Regions from separate parts of the Mus musculus genome. Here region 2 is linked to region 1. A link is a contact called in public HiChIP or PLAC-seq data. All regions are on one chromosome and are shown on one strand. The core of a region is the stretch at or near the end of the contact, and the rest is flanking DNA. Distances in the headings are between cores, read along the strand shown. Region 1 holds the start of Casd1 (CAS1 domain containing 1). Region 2 overlaps Gm38761 (a long non-coding RNA gene).

The links. HiChIP or PLAC-seq counts read pairs in DNA pulled down with a chosen protein or histone mark.
Region 2: an H3K27ac HiChIP or PLAC-seq map of embryonic stem cells shows a contact between it and region 1, with 10 read pairs. The contact joins the enhancer-like site here to the promoter of Casd1 in region 1. A contact is called at or near these places in 4 of 484 Hi-C or Micro-C datasets (the G1E-ER4 cell line, the N1E-115 cell line, group 2 innate lymphoid cells and 1 more), 4 of 115 datasets of contacts at active chromatin or transcription factors (CD8 T cells, the SCID.adh cell line and embryonic stem cells) and 1 of 9 other capture datasets (liver).

What each region holds. Positions count from the first base shown.
Region 1 is chr6:4,597,630-4,603,503 of GRCm38.p6, reverse strand. It overlaps Casd1 (CAS1 domain containing 1), which reads right to left and starts at 2,593. Exons shown (of 18, transcript NM_145398.4): 1 at 2,203-2,593. The coding sequence starts at 2,335.
Region 2 is chr6:4,656,078-4,661,951 of GRCm38.p6, reverse strand. It overlaps Gm38761 (a long non-coding RNA gene), which reads right to left. Exons shown (of 2, transcript XR_868766.2): 2 at 582-1,088. Among named protein-coding and RNA genes, the nearest start is that of Gm38761, 4.5 kb to the right of the region's middle. Within about 2 kb of position 2,896, at least 5 of the 459 cell types and tissues checked have an H3K27ac peak or open chromatin away from gene starts, as enhancers often do. A contact at or near this core is called in embryonic stem cells, where this site is marked.

The sequences.
Region 1 (5,874 bases), core at 1,344-3,843:
TCATTATTTTTTCATACAGGAAAAAAATGTTACCAATTAAACTTTGACATGCAATCAAAGTTTTAAAGACTCTTCTTGATTACAGAAATGTTAAGGGGTGGGGGGATGAAACACCGTACCTCCTAGAGGCTCTAAAGACAGAATGAATTACGAAAAGCCCTTAAACACTGCCTGCATACAGTAAGTGCTCAATCTAATGCACGGTTTTGGGAAGCTTTACTTTCTAATAATTCTTTGAAGTGGAGTAATTTTCAAAGCAAGAGGTGTGTGTGTGTGTGTGTGTGTGTGCATTTGATGCATGTTCATACTCACACACCCAAGATCTTAGCATTTCATGTCCTTTCCACTGTTCGTCTAAGAAACTCCATTCTTGTTCCAAATGATTCTATGTGAATCAAGCATATATGCATATCTGCGAAAGGCACTGCACCTGACATGGTTTGACACTGCCAGGGCAAAAATGTTCCTGGTAAGATGTTTAGTTTCTCCTGCACAGACTCTGGTTCAAGTTCCTGATATTCAATCTGGACAAGCACATATGACAGGTGTACTGCTTCACACTCAAGGCACTGAAGCACCTTTGGAAACTCACAAGTCCCTTCTGGAGGAGGCTTTACAACCTGACTCATAAGGCCCCATCTGACATTCTATTTTCCTCCCGATGATGACAGACCTTGGCAAGATGCAAAATATAACCTAAATTTAAAAATTAGTATTCCACAAGCTTAGCAAAAGACAAGAAGCACAATAAAAAGACAAGCAGGCAGGGCACAGTAGGTTTACATTTGGGACAACATTGTAGTCATAAACTTTAGCTCCATTGACATCACAAACACAAAGTTGAATTAGATGACAGTCATCTCATATCAAACTAGCATAAAAAGATTAATCACATTTAAAAGAAACATGTTCTCTGAGTTATCAACAGTTGGTTCATCAGTACTGCTAATTGTGTTGTATATATGAAAATGTAGGCTTTCTTGATGTCAGCAGTAAGAAGCCAAGGCTCTGATAGGTCATCTGCTATGAATCTGTAGAGGACTGGAGAATTAGCCATAAGGATCTTTTTTAATTCAATTAAGCTATTTGTAAGATAATATATTTAAAAGATACAGCTATGATACTAAAGTTTAAGATCTGGAAAACTCAAGAGTAGGTAGAAACAAACCATCAAGTTTGACCAAAATGGCCTCCACTTTGAGAGATCATGTGAAATGGGAATACAGCCGAGACTCTAGTACTCTCGTGACTGGGCTGTACAGTATAAATGGGCCCAGCGCTAATGTGCACGTGGCTGTCACATTTGTCTAATTATCTCACAGTCACCAAGAGCTGTCCATATAATGACTTTTAGGATACCAAAGGTCAAAACCAAAAGATCCTATCATTATAATTTCCCTCCTACTGTCAGTGACTGTCCTGGTGGCATTTATCGTAAGGAAAGGGGAAAAAAAATCAATCAAAAAAACAAGCAAATATCCCTTGACAACTGAAGGATAATTCCTTCTGAGAAGAGTTCATTGGTTCCTTTCCAGCTTTCCACCAGTATGTAAACCCATATTGAAGGCCAGCTTTCAAAAGGCTTAACTATTTGCTTCGCCCGCTCACGTCTAGTCCGGTCAACTCCTTAACTCCTTTAAGAAACAAACAAAAACCAAAATCCTGCCTCAGTGTCTTTATTTGTAAAAACAAAAACAAAAACTGTGCAACCCAAACTCTTGAAAAGTGTTTGAAAGGCTGGTGGCACCTCCTCCACGGGAGGGAGGTGGGCCATGGGCATCTTTAGCCACACTGGCCCTTTTGGCAAAAGTAAGCAGGGCGGCCCAAGCCGCTGTCCAACCGTTGGGCCCTGAAGTGGCAGGGCAGGAGGCAGACCCCACGGGCGCACCGTGTGCGACCCCAGCATCCGGGAGGCGGTGCCGCCAGGGCTGCCCCCGGGGGCCCCTGGTTCGACCTCCTGCACCGGGGCGCGGGGCCGGGCGCGCCTCCGGAGCCCCGCTCCAGCAGGAGGTGGCCCCGAGAGCGGGAGGCTGGGGGCAGGGGCCCGCAGGGGTCGGCCCGGGCACGTGGGGCGCCGCGGGGCCGCGGGAGGCCGCCGGCGCGTGGGCGTGCTGCGGCGGGGGGCGGCCTCCCGCGCTCGGGGCCGCGGCGCCGCCTCCCCCCGGGCCGAGCCGGCCCGGGCCGGGGGGAGGGCCGGCTCACCTCGGTAGCGGCGGGACGCGAGGTGGCACGCTGCGAGCAGCAGCACGGCCACCAGCGCCAGCACCTTGGCGCTCCTCACGCTGAAGTAGTGGTTGATCTCCCGCTTGCCCAGGTTGTAGGCCAGAGCCGCCATCTTGGTTCCTCCATGACAACAGTGCGCGGCGGAGCGGGGAAGGGGCGCCGCGCAGGGGCAGCACTGGGGCGGCGGGCGCCGTAGCCAGCCGAGAAGCGGCCGCCAGCTCCCTTGCCCGTCGCCCGAACCGCGGGCCGAGGGGTCCGAGCCTGCGGCCTCCGTGCCGCCGGCCTTCCCCGTGCCCTCGTCGGCCTCCCCCCAACCCCGCCGCCGTTGCTCAGCCGTGCCGGTGCCCCAGGCGCCCTGGCCGCCTGTCTCCTCCCCTTCCTCCTCCCTGGTAGCCTCCTGCCTTAATAGCGGCTGCGCCTGTGACGGGGGTCCGGATGCCCGGGGCTCCGGGGTCACCGGGCCCAGACGGGCCTCCGGGGTCACCGGGTCACTGGCGGCAGCGGGCGGCGACGGCTGCACAGGCATGGTGACTGTATGGGTGTTGGGGGGGCAGAGGGCCAGGGCCTGCAGCCCGGCCCAGATGTCAGCTCCGGGGCTATGCCCAAGTGGACTGGCAGCTACCTGAGCCCAGGTTAGGGCAATAGAACTACTGTTCCGGGAAAAAAAAGTACACTCCCTGCTTCCCCCATCACACCCTTTCTGGACTTTCTACTCTCTGCTCTCCCACGGTCGTGGGGCCTTAACGGCAGGCCACCCACGACCTGTCTGGCAAGTTCCTCTGCACCTAAGATGCTGGCCAGGTGTTGGGGTGGCTGTAAATCCGAACACCCAACTCAAGTGTAAGGCCCATGTTCACCGTTTAATACTCAACTGCCCAATGTGCTGTTTGTCCAGTTGCAGTGGGTGTAGATGCATCCTGTACAGTGTGTCTAAGTTGGTGTGGATGTCAGTATAAGAGCCCCTTTCTCCTTTATGTTTACACAATATCTTTGTTGACACTAAGGTTGGCCAGGGTAGCAGATTGGTTGCCTGTGGCAATCCTTAAACTTGGTTAATGTTTTGTGATTATCAATAGACCCAGCACTCTGTGTGTCCTTTGAAAAGCATTCTTATTCATACCCTTGGTCTTGAGTTGCCTTGTAGACAAGAATGGCTATTTGCATGTTGTGGTTAGAACAAGTAAGTCATTGTTGAGTTGGAGGTGTTGGCAAGTCTTCTTTACAACTTTTAGCCAACCCCAACCTTGTGCTTCCAGACCCTTCTCAACATTCTCGAATGTTAGAGAAAAGGGACTTAGAGATCCTGTCGAGTCACTCCCATCCTCTCCACTGAAGGATTTTTAAAATTATGTTTCCAGCCACAATCATCATATGATGATGAAAGATTCTTGTCGCTTAAATGAAATCACATACATCACTGTCATAGATATAATGCTAATAAGCAATAAAGTTAAATAAGTGTACAAACACTTAGGCACTGTTCCCTGCAAGTGGTCGCTTAATTTTGGCTCTTTCTTCTGATCTGAGGCTGATCACATGCTGGCAGAATTGAATCAGATACGACAACAACCAGATAACTGGGCTAACAATATGTGGCCTGCCAATCACATCCTAGACACATACTATGATGTCATCAACACCAAATTAGAATTTCTGATCCACCTTCAATAACCAGAGCTAACCCCCAGGGTTGGCCTAATGCTAGCCAAAAATAAAGAAACCTGACGTTGTACTTAGTTGTGCTTCCCAGAAGGCTTTCTGAGATACTGGGAAAATCTGGGAACCCCTTTGTCCTTTCCTCTGTGTTAAAGTTAACCCCTCTACCTATTTCTGCTTTTCCTGGTAGATATCTCCACATAAGATGGCCCTTTCCTGTGGCATCTATAAATGGTCCCTCTCTTAGCTGATGCCTTTCCACTGATAAATGTCCCTTTTTAATTAAAACCACCACTAGATTCTGTGTTCCAAGTTATTTGCTTCTTTGTTTCTTTTAGAAGGAGTAGCTACTTGAAATTTTCACTTGCTTGGTTCCCATTCTGTCCTGAAGAACTGAATGGTTCTTTGCTGGTGGTATGGGTATTTCTTGTTAAATCCAAAGGACTCTCCTCTTTCTCTCTCTCCCTCTCCGGCCCTCTTCCCCCCTCCCCCTCCCCTCCCCCTCCCTCTCTCCCTCTCTCCCTCTCTGCCTCTCTGCCTCTCTCCCTCTCTCCCTCTCTTCTCCCTCTCTCTCTCTCCCCCTCTTCTCCCTCTCCCTCTTCTCCCTCTCTGCCTCTCTCCCTCTCTCCCTCTCCTCTCCCTCTCTCCCCCTCTCTCTCCCTCTCTCTCCCTCTCCCTCTCTTTGTCCCTCTCTTTCTCTTTACCTTCTTTACTTTCTGATATTTTTTGTAGGTTCAAATGCTGTTGAATTTTCTGTTATTTGGTGTTTGTCTATCAAGTTTTTTTCCTTCTCTAGTCTTGTTTTTTGCCTCTTCTTCAGAGCACTAGCCAGGTGCCAGTTATCAGGCTGCTTCTAGTGGTTCCTGGCAGAGCCATCCTCACCATCAGATAGGTCCCCGTCCTCTTTAAGGGATCAGTTACCTTCTGTACACACACACACACACACACACACACACACACAACTGTGTCAGGCCATATTCATGTGTTTATACTGTACCTATAGAGCTACCCTCTGCTTCTCCCCAGTAGGACAGTTTTTGGTTAGCAATTGTTGGCATTTCAGATTTCAAATTATCTGTGGTCTTTTGCTATCTACGTCTAACCTACAAATCTCAACTTTATACATGATTATCCAAGCCAATGTTTACACTGTCTTCAGTCTCTTCTAAATAGTTCTCAAGTCTATTGCTCACCCCTCCCTCCATCTCCTAGAGTTTGCTTTAGTTAAATGTATCTTTTCTTGCTGAAAGCTAAAATCATGAAATTAATAGTCTCCTGCTTATTTGTCTAACCCTAAGGGATCTAGAATGTTTAATTCATAGCAAGTTACTGCTTTTCTAATAACATTAAGGAGGAGGGAGAAGAAGAGAGAATGTGTGTGATGTTTCAACTGTATATAACTTTAAACCAAATTACCAAAGCGTGCTCATGCTCTCTCTCTCTCTCTCCATTCCCTTTTCCCGAAGATGTCACTTGTGTCTGTGCCCATGTCCCTCGAACAATTTGCCAACTGCTTCCTGTCTTCAGACACTCCTTACTACATCACACACCCTTTTCTCTTAACTCTCAGACTCCGGAAGGGAGCACACTATGGCCATTCTCCTTGGGACTACTGCCTGCCTTTGTGGTGGAGAGCAGACAGGATCTCAACATACAGCGCCTGCTGCATTGATTTGCTCCTTACCACCTCAGCCTCCCAGAGGAGGGAGTTATGAGCATGCATCGCCACGCCTGGCTTTACATATTTAAACAGAGAAATGAGGAAAGTGGCACTGTGCCTACTGTTTAAGGAAACCTCTCTTTAAATGTCAGCCAAGGGGCTGGAGAGATGGTTTGGCAGTTAAGGGTGCTTGCTACTCTTCTAGAAAACTACAAGCTGGTTTCCAGTAGCCACAAAGTCACAACCCCCTTTACTCTGGCTCCAGAAAGTCCAACACCCTCCTCTGGCCTCTGAGGACACACACAAGCACACACAGACATATAGAAATAAATGGT
Region 2 (5,874 bases), core at 1,647-4,146, 58 kb before region 1:
CAACCAAATGGTAGCATACAACCATCTGTAATGGTGATCCAATACCCTGTTCTGGTGTGTCTGAAGACAGCTATAGTGTACTCATGTAAATAAAATAAATAAATCTTATAAAAATTGTTAGTAGGCTTCTTATTAAAAAATAGAGAAGGATTCTTTCACCAGTAATAGGTAACTTTTACAGTGTATTGTGAGGTAAAGAAACTGGAATCCTCTGCAATTAACACTGTGGGAAGTTGCTGCGTAAATGTCGGTGACACTATGAAAATATTGTTTCGTATATACCTAGTGGTCTAGGGACATGCTATAGTCAACAAGAAGTCACTTACGGAAAAGACAGACTACTTGAAAATTGGTTCTGGCAACAGAGTGGTCATCTGAAACAAAACTAAATTGGATTCTAGCATACACCACTCAGGTCTAAACGACTGTCAGCTTTTCTTTATTGCTTCCTTTGTTAAAGAAGAATGGGAAATCCTATTTATTCAAAAAGTATTCAAATGCAAACGTCCTAAGATGGCAGATTGACACAATCTATTCTCTGAAAAAAATCTTCTCTTGTAGAACAAAACAATAAACAAAAGGCAGAGTGAGAAAATGTATTTATATTTTACATCATTGACAATGAGCTAATCTCCCAATTATATAAAGAATTATTAACAGTTTGTAAGAAGGGGAAAAAAGCAATGGATAAGCATTGCTTAGGTCTAGACACCTGTACAGCCCACACATGTATTTATATACTGAAATTAACACTGCCAAGCTTTGGTATGAGAGGGTGGGACCTTTGTGGAGTAATGAGGGCACGCAGATGAATTCCCCCATGCAGGACATCAGCAGTGTGACAAGAGGGGCTTCAGAGACCTACATGCCTTACCCCTCCACCATGGGGATATGGAGAGAAGGCTGCTGTCTCTGATACTGGCACGAGGACCTCACAGACGGGGTCTGCTGACATCTCCATCTAGGTCTTCCCAGACTTCAGGAGTGAGAGGAATAAATTTCTAGCTTCTTGGCCACTCTTCTGTTAGCCTTTTTGTTAAGGCAGCCTCATAGACTGAGAGGGCAAGCAATCGCACCAAATTGTTCACCTGGAGAGAAACATGAATGCCTTTTAAACTTGTGACAGAGTCTGCAGTGACACTGCAGTATTAAGGGAGAGCTACGGTGTTGGGAGAGACTAGAGTGTTGCTATGGGAGGTGTACAGCCCCAAGGGCGCCAAGGAGGGCAGGCTCCCTGAATAACATTAAGAGTGCATGTTCCCCACAACTCAGTAATTCCACATCTGATGATGTCTCTCATACAGGCACTCTTATAAGTGCGAAATGACATATAAGCAAGGCTATTTGTGCTGTGGCACTTTTAATATGATTTGAATGGAGTTAACAGTATCAGTACTTAAAGATTATGGTGGCATGTTACCATGCCAACGACTTAGAGCCACACTATGTGATGGTTAAAAAAGAAGAAGATACAGAGGGCCACAGTGATAATAAAGTATCTGTCATTTGTGAGGATTTGAGTTCAATCTTGAGTTGGATAGTGACACATGAAGGGGACAGTCGCAGGCTGAGCTCTAGATGACTGGCCAGCTGCTCTAACCTGGCCAGTTCCAGGCACAGAGAGATCTCATCTCAGAAAACCAAAGTGGATGGCACCGGAAAGTTGTCCTTCCACAGACACACACACACACACACACACACACACACACACACACACACACACACACATACACTCACACTCACTCACACACACACACACACACTCACACTCACTCACACACACACACACTCACTCACACTCTCTCTCTCACACACACACTCACTCACACACTCTCTCTCTCACACACACACACACACACACACACACACACACACACTCACACTCACTCTCACACATATTCTCTGTCTTTCTTGCTCACTTTCTCTCCCCCCCCCCCCCCTACAATGGAAAGGTAGTATCTTAATAGAGAAAGACACTAAGGAATATTTTTAGGTGAGAAAAAGCTCAAAACTCTGGTATGTTTTATGTTAGGAGGGGAAAAAAATAGCAATTTTCTTTGCCATCTTTGAAACAAATTTTCAAGAACACAAGAAGCTAAGAGACAGGATTCCTTGTAGTTGGGTGGTAGAAAGCACAAGAACTGGGCAAACCAGGAAAACCTGAAACTTTGTGCTACTTCTCCTTAGGACGTTTTACATTTTGAACTACCAAAATCTATTTCCATATAACAATAAATACATAACCAAACATTTTGTCCTTGGAAGAAGTTAGTGACCGGTGCTGGTAACTACACAGCCAAGTGTCTTGATCTTGGGAGAGAGGTTAGTGGCAGGTGGTGGCTCCCGCATACCTTCCCATCTCAGCAGACTTTCTGTCTCCTCTGGCTTTTAAAGATAACCAGAACCCTGGAGGCTCCGCGAGGAATGCCGACCCTCTGGAACCTTCTTTCTGATCTCACCGAGTGATAGACCGATCTCTCCACTGATTTTTTTTTTATTTTTTTATTTTAATGGCTAGATTCTTCCTGTAAATGAAGCATGCACTCCCGCTTCGTGGCGGGATCACTGCGATTTAAGTTTCTGTCTCCTAAAATGTCCGCTCTTACTCACAGTCCTGCTCGGATTAGAACTGTGGAAAACTATGGAACCCCGGGCCTGGCACGGAAGACTCAAGGCCGTAGAAAAGAATTAAAAACTAGACGATTACAACACAGAAGAGAAAAATAATTCACAATGACTAAGTAAGACTCAAAAGCAAGCTATCAGCACATCCGTGAAAGTGCAAAACTCCGGCCAGTGTCAGCCATATCGCTTTTGGCTCACTGACTTAGCAAATGTAGGCGTGAGCTGCTAGAGGGACACAGGGTGACAGAAAGCTTTTGTCTGCACGCTAAAACCCTCACCAGAACGGCCATCTTTCTTGCACACCGTGATTGCACACCGTGATTGAGCTGCGGGAAGCACTAAGGGCTGGTAGTTTTTACAGGAAGACCTTAGAATTTGCTCTCAGTCACGGACAGTCGGGGCTCTGGACATTCATACCTACATTGGCGGGGTCCCAGACAACACAGACAGTGTCACAGAAAGCCCACAGTAGCACATTTCAAAAGGAAAAAAAAAAAGTGACGTAAACACAAAGTGTCAGTAGGCTACTGAGAACGACTAGCTTTGCTGTGATCCGAGTTCTTTCTGAGTTAGCTAGTTATGAAATGAAAACCAATGCGCTGAAATGAACTGTTCTATGCTGCCGTACACACTAGAAAGCAGCAGCCACAAGTTAGACAACACCTTGATTAAAATAATTTTAAAATCCTTATATAAGGATATTAAAAGTAAGCACATTAAACTTTTTTTCTACTTTGCTTTTTAATTTTGTTTTTTTTTTTTTTTTGACTAAGAGAAATTATGATTGTGTGAATTTTATTTTCTTTTGTTTGTATGACTAAGCCATTCTTTCTGCATCGGAGATTAAAATTAAATTATATTTTGTCTCCCTCCATTCTTTGCTTATTAAAATACTGTGTTCTCTGTATTATTAATTTTCACATACATATGACTATCCCTGTTTTTTTTTTCTGTTTTTTGCATGGAGCATGAGAATTTAATTGTAAATTCTGGTTTATCATTATTATTAACTATAAATGATCCCTTAATTTTTTATTTTTGTTTTCAGGCTTTAGTAACTTGTATGTTAGCTCCAGAGATCTTTAAGTACTCAGCCAAGGTAGGTTATTGCGATTGTCCTGGAAGTGTTGCTCTGAGATGCCGGCTATAAATGCACTATATAGGATGGCAGTGGACAGATAACCCCCACTTTAAACCTTGGGAACAGCCTTGGTGTTATTAGAAGTTCTGTCTGTCTGTGACTACTGATCCCAGCCACGGCCAGGCATGACAAAGGTATTAACTGACCATACACCTTTTCAATACTTGGCATCTCTGATGGACAGTCTTAGTTCTAGGGTCCCCACCACCCTCACTATGATTTCTTGACACTGTTGTGACACATCTTCTTAAGGATCCTGGCACACACACTGTTCTGTGTGTAAATGTCACAGCCTGCAAAGGGGCTTTGTCTGTGGACCCCTGCTATGTCATTTCTCCCTTCTTTTTCACAAGTATTTCCCATAGCCGATCTTTTAGACATCTAATTCCTTTTGCTTTCTGGGTACACAGCAGGCAGCTAGAGAAGTTTGAGAAGATAGATGGTAAAAATGAAGTTACGTTAGGAGGCCAGAGTATTCTGTTCAATTGTCAATGAAGAGCCATTATTAAGTAGAACATGGATCATGGCTACTCAGCATAAGATGCTAATATAATTGCCAAAGCTTTCCCGGAGGTTGATTTGATCAAATGTCCTAGAGGAGGAAAGAGCTTTTACAAGTGTGATAATTGGGACTTTTGAAAGTTTCAAGAAGAATAAGGACAGTGAAGAGAGTTCTGTAGACGATGTAGAGGAATTCTGGGCAGTTAACAGCCATAGACTAGGTTTTAAAGCTGCAGTGTCTATTTGGGAACTTCCAGAGAGGACCTCATATCCTGAGATGCAAAAGCAACACAGCTGAGAAGTAATTTCAGGATTTAGTGACCTGAATGTTAGCTCCAGAGGTCTTTAAGTACTCAGATCGGGAACCCACTGAATGTAAAAATATCTTGTCTTTTCCTCATACAGTTCTATGGACATTAAACACGCATGCCGTTGCTTCAGTGAAAGAAAGAAATAACCAGGCATTTGAAGAAAATTTGACATTGATACCTAGAGACCCAAAGTATCACGACAGCTGTGGAGGTGGAGGTGGGCCACCCAGGGATGAAATAAATAAGGTTCTGGCTAGAATGAGTTTATCAGTTTCAGGGATCCACTCAAAGCCTATCCTGTGAGTAGTAGCCGTAGAATTTACCTGGATTCTGGGTTACCCTCAGTTGGATCCTTTGCCCATGTGGCAAGAACTATCATAGAGATAAGTGTGAATGGAAGACAGTCTATAGACCTTTTCACTGGCTATGATGGTAAGTTACACACAATTCTTATACTTGGGGTAATGGCAGATAAGACTTTAGCCATCTTCCAGTGCTCCAAAATGTGGTTTTGTGTTATCTTCATTTGTCATGTTTCCACATTATTAAAGATAATATCCAATCAACTTGGTTAATGGAAGAGAGATTTGTTCTGGCTCACAGCTGTAGAGTCCAAGAACAGCTGGATCCATCCTCCAATGTTTCACTTCACCCTGGCTTTAACACTGAAAGTTTCCATGACCTCCTAATAATTCTGTTAAATTATGAATTTATCTTTAATTAGGTCAGAGATCCTGTGATCCAATAAGCTCTCAATGATTGGCTGTACCAACAGGTTGCACCTTCGCACATGAGACTTTTGTAGACAATGTACATATAAACCATAATAGTGCATTATTATAACTCTAACATTATGGCACTGTACATATTCCATAGATCTTGAGGAGTATCAGTCCATTCATCAAACTCAGACCTGTAACAACCAAGCTCATCTGTGCTGTGCTAGGCAGGATTTCATTATTAGAACAGACTGCTAAAGATCCATGTACATGGCCACTGATTTAGTAAATGCTTTTCTATTTGGCTGTCAATATTATGTAGACACACGCGCACTCGCTCGCACGCATGCATGTGGACACACACACATTCACACACCCCCACACACTCACAACCCCCCCACCCCCCCACACACATACACTCACACTCATGAACACAAACACCAGTATTCATTTGACAGAACAGCCTGAAGCATTCTGGGTGGTCTATACATTGCAGGCACATAGTCTAACAGTAGTATACTATATTGAGGACAGAACTCTGCTCAGACTTTGGTAAGATACACATGCTCTGGGCTAT